Linked DNA regions of Rattus norvegicus: region 1 is linked to region 2. The links are chromatin contacts, called in public Hi-C maps. All regions are on one chromosome and are shown on one strand. The core of a region is the stretch at or near the end of the contact, and the rest is flanking DNA. Distances in the headings are between cores, read along the strand shown. Region 1 overlaps LOC120102882 (a long non-coding RNA gene). Region 2 has its middle 120 kb from the start of Klf4.

Region 1 (3,140 bases), core at 79-2,578, 74 kb after region 2:
TCTCCTTGGTTCCCAATACAGACAGATTGTTCTTTAAAACCTGCTCAGCCCTCCCTCACCATGACTTTGACAGCTATAGCTACACCTGAGTCCCAGTTAATTTTGTGGCAGGTCTCAGGGTAGCTGGGGATTTCTCTCAGGAGGTTGATCCACAGAAGTATATAACAGATCCTTCAACATTTTGACATGAAGAAGAGAGGGACAAAGCATGGCTAAGTACTTTCAATTAGCCTAGCTCCTTGTCAGAGACATCCAATTGTAATGGGAATTCAGTTGTTCTCATACAAAATGATGGGACTTCTTTTTTTTTTTTTCCGGAGCTGGGGATCGAACCCAGGGCCTTGCGCTTGCTAGGCAAGCGCTCTACCACTGAGCTAAATCCCCAACCCCTAATGATGGGACTTCTTGAACAGTCCCATGAATGGTGTGTAATTAGGGCCTCTGAACACCAGAAAGCTCTTTGTAGTTCCTTCTGAGAGGAACACCCAAGCACATTGTTAGGCCAATGAAAACCAAGCTTTGTGAGAAAGAAGACCCTGGGGAAAAAATAATTTGAATATCTGCTGCAAGTCAGTGGACATTAGGTTAAACTGTCTGTGCAAGCTGCAGAGGGATCAGAAGAAAGGGTAATAAACTTGATCTGGGTTGGGACTGAGGGAATTTATTTAGAGTAGATTTCAGATTGTGAAAAGGTGTTTCTGGTCAACGAAGAGAGGAAAGCAGTAATATATGTAATCATGTTTAAAAACTTATCAATAGGTTCAGTATGACTGTGGCTACTGGGAGGAGTGAATGGTAATAAGACTCAAGAGAGCCCTAGAAAGACTAGCAGGCGTGGGGGCTGACATGTATGGAAGCAGCTTTACACTGAGAAAGGCTCTGACCAAGAGGAGATGCCTTTCCTGTCACAGACCCACGTTGGCGTGAACCTAGACTCTGTGCCCTTCCATTTTCTGTTTCCTCCCTGACAGACGTAAGTGAATGAATCTCTGATCTGGGAACTGTCTGAGAACACACAATACCGACAGAAAGCTGGGAATTTCAAAAAGAGACATGCCCAGGCAGGGACCCAGCTCCTGAGGGTTGGGTGGACAGCAGGGCTGACAGGAAGCCAGCTCAGACCTCTCTTTGCACTGCTTCTCCTCTGGGGGGGAATTGGGGTGTGTGTCTTGTAGCAAATATTTGTCACCAGAGGGAAATCTTGGCTGGCCTCAGGATCGCAGATAATTAAGAGATATGATTTATCACTGATGATGTTTCCAGTCCTGGCCAGAGCGTGAGTAACTGTTTTCCAAGCTGCTTGGCCTTTTGCTCAGCCAGGCTGCTGGGGAGGCTGTGCTTGCATGCCACGGATCTTAGGGTGTTCGAATTGTGATATAGCAGGACCAGGGAGAGCCTTTGGTGCTTCCTATCAGAGGTCCCTGGTTAGCTAGTCCTATCTTGCAACAGGAAGATGGTCTGGTAAAATCAACAGAACCAGGCAGGCTTGGGAGGAGTTACTACATGTACAACAGTGGGCAACTTGCTTGGCTTAACTGAACTGCCCCAGTTTCCTAGTATTTGGAATTAGAGACATTTAAAATGAAGCAACGTTGAGCCCAGGGAACACTTAGTAATGCCTGCAAGAATTATTTGGTTGTCACAACTTTGAGAAGGCCACATAGCGGGAAATCGATCAGAGTTGCTGATGAGTACAACAGAGTGTCCCTGCCAGTCCTTGCCTCGTATGTCCCCAGGGCTGAGACTGCGAAATCCTGAGGCATAGTAATGACATAGATTAGTTGGGAATGTAAATAGCAGCACAGGGCCGTACTGCTCTTCTGGACATGAAGTGGCCCTGTGCTAATAATCATTACCGTGGTAGCTACTAAAGTCATTTAAAAAAACCACTTTAAGGCCACCACCAATCTGAGGTAGATTTGGAGGGAAAGGGCCACCTCGATGCAGAAGTACAAATTAGACCCCTCCCCCCTAAAGAGCATCTCTCTCCTCCCTCACATATTAGGGGCTAGATATTTGAGCTGTGGAATTGACTAGAAGACTAACTTGCATGTCTTTGTGGAGAGTTCATTCAGAGTATTATCCCACAAACAGATCACGATTGGTTTTATAAAACAGAATCCCTTAAGGAAAAGCACAATCAACTACATAGACAACTTGGTGAGAAGTGTGTGTATATAGTTACAGCAGTTCAAGGTGACTTTCCTGAGGCCTGTAGGGTGAGAAGTCAGCATCCTACCCTTTCTTAGTGATTCCCCTCTCTGTCCAGTGGATGACTGGAATCCTTTCCAGATGACTAGCTGGTGTTGGCCTGAGGAGAGTGGCCCTGGGCCAGGCCCTGAGGTGTAGAGCTGAGCATCCGCTCAGGGACCAACTCATCTTATGGACCTGCCCTGCAGCTGGCCATGGGGGTGTTTGCAGAAGGAAAGGAGAGATTGCTGATCAGTCCCCATGTGCCCATCCTGGATTGAAAGGAACCTGGCTAGATGCCTAGGGCAAGCGGTTGGCTCTTGTTTTCTCTGAAGCAACTGGATGGGGATATTTGTACTCCATCCCAAAGCCGTGGCAGCAGGTTCAGGGTTGCCTGCCACAGCAGAGGCAAAGCCAGCTACCAATTTAGAAGTGTGTCTGTAAATGAGAAAGTGAGAACACATACACACACACACACACACACACACACACACACACAGAGACAGAGACAGAGACAGAGAGACAGAGACAGAGAGACAGAGACAGAGAGACAGAGAGACAGAGAGACAGAGACAGAGAGACTATCATGGCTCTCTTTTTAATACCAGTCTCTAGGGTTCCCTCTTCAATGCTTCCAGCCATGACAGGATATACCCTTCAAGGATATGGAATTAATAGGATGAGTTGTTCACAGGACAAAAGAGATAAGCATAGGAGAGATCAGGTAGCTAGAACTACCTACATTTTATCACCAAGTCTCCCCTTGCCCCCTTCCCTGCCAACAAAAACGACAATCGTTTGGCCTCAGCATTCCCACAATTCTCATGCTCATGGTGGTGCGTGAATGCCCAGTGTGGACCTCTGTAGACAGTAGCAATAATACTACCTTTTGAATGTGTTTCTCTAAAGCTTTTGGGGTGCAGTTTTAGTTACTCAGTGTGTTAGTACTG
Region 2 (3,307 bases), core at 684-3,183:
ACAAGTAGGGAAGATGGCTGATGGTCCAGAGGTTGGCTTCTGTGACGGGTAATCAGTTCAGCAGACATTTGTGTCAGCGATGTGGGGTTAACTGAGCAGAGGATGGGCCAAGTCTGCCTGTAAGATATTTGTAGCCCGGTTGTGTTTTCAAGCTTATCTCTCTGAGATCTGGGGGCCTGAGAGACAAAGCCTCCTCTTCTTCAGGACCCAGCCTCCTCGGTGGAACCAAGGAGGTGCTTAGGGACTGCTGGGTGCCTCTCTTAACATTTCAGCTTTTTGGAATTTTGCCTAGTAGTTAAGAACCCATCTTCTGGAAGTAAGCTGCCTAAGTTCAAATGCTGTGCTCAGGTTTCCTTCCTGTGGCACTTTGATCAAGTGACTAATTTCTCTACAGTCACAGCACGGACAATGGCACCTCTCTCCCAGGGATATGATTGTTCGAGACTAAGTAGTTCTGACGCACCTCTGTCCTCTGTATCTGGCTTCTCTCAGCCCTTCTATCCATTCAATCTAATTACTATGGGTCAAGAACAGCACTTGTCAGTCAGTGTGCTGGGAGCTGCAGAATCAGCCAAACCACATTTATCCTTGGAGTCTCCCTCCTCAGAGGTGGTTACATTTGCAGTGTTTCCTAAGGAAGACTTCTTTGCCTCTTCCACCAGACAAACAGTTATTTGTCATCTCTAAAATACCAAAAGGTGGGGGAGGGAGGGAGGGTGTCGGCTCCCTTTTCCTCATAACATTTGGCTTTTTAGGTGAGTAACTCTGCCAGAAATTTTGAAATATCTTGTTACTTTAGACAACGGAAGACAGGGAGACTTTTCGTTTTTTAATTGGAAGTAAAAGCTTGTTTATGGCTCAGAGCACAGGTCAGTGGAGAAATCGCCATCGCTGGATTGGATTGGAGTTGGGGAGGAGGGGCCACAGAAGGGAGTGGGCTCCCACTTGTGAGACATCGCCATGGCGGCGATGATGCAATTGAGTGGAGATGGTGCACAAAGTCCTATCAGCCCATTGACTCCCTCCCTCCCTCCAGCCTCATTTTCACTTTGTGTAAAATAAGGCATCGGCACTTCTTGGACAGGGCACTAGGTTTACCTGAGGCTGTGAACAGGAGAATGCCAGCTGCAGACAGGTTCACGAGGAGGGGGCGGGGTTGCTTGTGGGATAGGATATACTTACAGAGCTAGGCACAAGGAATATTTCTTTCTTTTCTGTTTTCTGGATCCCTGCATAGCTGGAGGGCGCAGTGAAGGGCTGTAGGGTGACAGCCTGGGGTGTTCTGGCTGGAGGGGTGGGGGTGGGGTGGGGTGGGTATTATCTGGATTGAGGGACAAGTTTCTGGGAAATCATATTATCTCGGACTACTGGTATTTTAGGGGAATGGCGATAATGGTGGATCTTTTCTATTTTCTTTGATGAAGTTGGCCTTGATAAATTTCTCGCTCTTTGGCCTTCTTTGTTTCTCGCTTTCCCACATGTTTGCAAATCTTTGAAGCACGCAGCTCCAATGTAAAAGGGAGTTGTAGACGGGACTTGATTTAAGCCTGGCTGGAGGCATGCACCTTTTGGAGTGGCAACTTGTTGTCACTGTCCCCGAGGTAAAGGCTGTCTCAACCCCCTGGGAGCATCAGGCTTCTTGGCCACTTTCTCTAAGGCAGTCAGTCCTGTTGTGCATTCTTCTTCCCCATCTCCAGGGAGGCAGCACACAGAACTCAAGGCCGCTGAGGATGGAGGGGGAGGGGCTCTGCGAGGTATCTCTCCAAGGCCTGGGTCCCCAGGTCAAGGTCAAGATGTGCGGTGTAGGCACTCCCGAGCTGGCTGGCGCAGCAGCAGCTCGCTGCGCAGAGCGCTGCTGGCGGCTTCGGGAACTGACCAGGCCGCGTGTGAGCGCCGGGATTCCTGCTCCGGCCTTAAATATGCCGGTTATTTTTATCCCCCTACGTCAGGCCAGCGAAGGCCATCCCACCAGTGGCCGCGGCGGGCTGCTACACAATGTTTCCCTTCAGTCGGGAGGGGAAATGGAGGGAGGCCAGACTTCCTGATCACATGGTGCTGAAGTCAATGAAAAAAAATGAAGGGGGACCCCTCCCTTGCGCTGGGGTGCGCGGGCCAGGGCCCCCCACCCACCCCCTCGGGCCGCGCGGCCAGGGAAACGCAGGCTCGCGGGCGGGCGCGGGGCCAGGCGCAGGACCGGGCAAACATAAACACCAGATCGGGGCAGTAATTGGCGGCTCCGAGATCGCTGAGGAAATGAGAGGCTTGTACGAAACATCAGCCGACAAGAAACGGGGTGATGTCAGACAGCCTTCCAGGATTAGAAACCCTTAAAAGCTCCGAGCCCGCGGCGGCTGCGGAAAAGCGCTCTCGGTCCTGGCTCTGCGGGTAGGAAGCCCGCGGACTGCGGACTCCGGGCTCCTCTCTTCCCCTCTCTCTTCTCCTCTCTTTCTCTCTCCTCTTCTCTAGTCTCTCCTCCGTGAATTCCCTTTTGATTTGGAACTAAAAAAGAAGGGGAAAAACGTCAATTTTCATGCCTAAAGCATCTCGCTTTTTTTTTTTCTTGTATCTTGTTACTACTTTTGGATCAACAGATCCTACCCAAATCAAGCTGATGGGGGATAAATAAAAGTTTAGCTCTGTTGTCTGAGTTCTTCGGCTTCTTGGTTCCTTAACATTCTCTTAGATCTGCGAGTTGCAATACTTAGCACACACCACAGGGGTTTTCTAAGCTGCTTCATGCTCTCCAGTCTTGAGGGCAGCTTAGCCAACAGCCAGTGACAGGTAGTTCCCCACCCCATAGGAGCCTCCGGTGACTTTAAGGTAGAGGCCGCCTACCCGCATCACAAAAGCGCCACTTTTTCAGGCTTTTCTCATTCAGTGTTTGCCTGGATTAAAGGAGGTGTGGATGTTTGGAAAGGGCTGGAGCCCCTGCAAGGAGAGGCAACCATAAAGAATGGTTTATGTCTCGGTTTTCTCAGAAGGGATCGCAAAGGGTCCGTTCCTGTCTGTGTGGCAGGTGAGCTTCTAGCTTTGGGATAGTTCATCAGCCTCAGACAGCACTGTCACCTACTTAAACCTCTAAGGCAAGCTTGTTCGCCTTTCTTCCCGAGACCCAGGAAAGGGTCACAGGCAGGCCAAGTTTGTACAACCTCAGAAGAACCGGGCTCTTTCCAGAGACACAGGCTCAGCTCTTGGCTGCTTGCTCATTGTGCTTCCCTGCCACACTGTTGAACCTTTTGACAGTCTCCTCCCATGGCTGATGGTCACTTGAGCCAAGTATATCATCCAGTCATACCACCCACCGGGT

The links. A called contact is a pair of places that touch in the nucleus more often than the background predicts.
Region 1: a Hi-C map of the A7r5 cell line shows a contact between it and region 2, with 3 times the contacts expected there. The contact joins two enhancer-like sites. A contact is called at or near these places in 2 of 12 Hi-C or Micro-C datasets (the A7r5 cell line and the Rat2 cell line).

The regions. Positions count from the first base shown.
Region 1 is chr5:75,267,038-75,270,177 of GRCr8, forward strand. The region is part of intron 2 of LOC120102882 (a long non-coding RNA gene); the gene reads left to right. Among named protein-coding and RNA genes, the nearest start is that of Klf4, 190 kb to the left of the region's middle. Within about 2 kb of position 1,329, at least 10 of the 93 cell types and tissues checked have an H3K27ac peak or open chromatin away from gene starts, as enhancers often do. A contact at or near this core is called in the A7r5 cell line, where this site is marked.
Region 2 is chr5:75,192,673-75,195,979 of GRCr8, forward strand. No RefSeq gene overlaps it. Among named protein-coding and RNA genes, the nearest start is that of Klf4, 120 kb to the left of the region's middle. Within about 2 kb of position 1,934, at least 85 of the 93 cell types and tissues checked have an H3K27ac peak or open chromatin away from gene starts, as enhancers often do. A contact at or near this core is called in the A7r5 cell line, where this site is marked.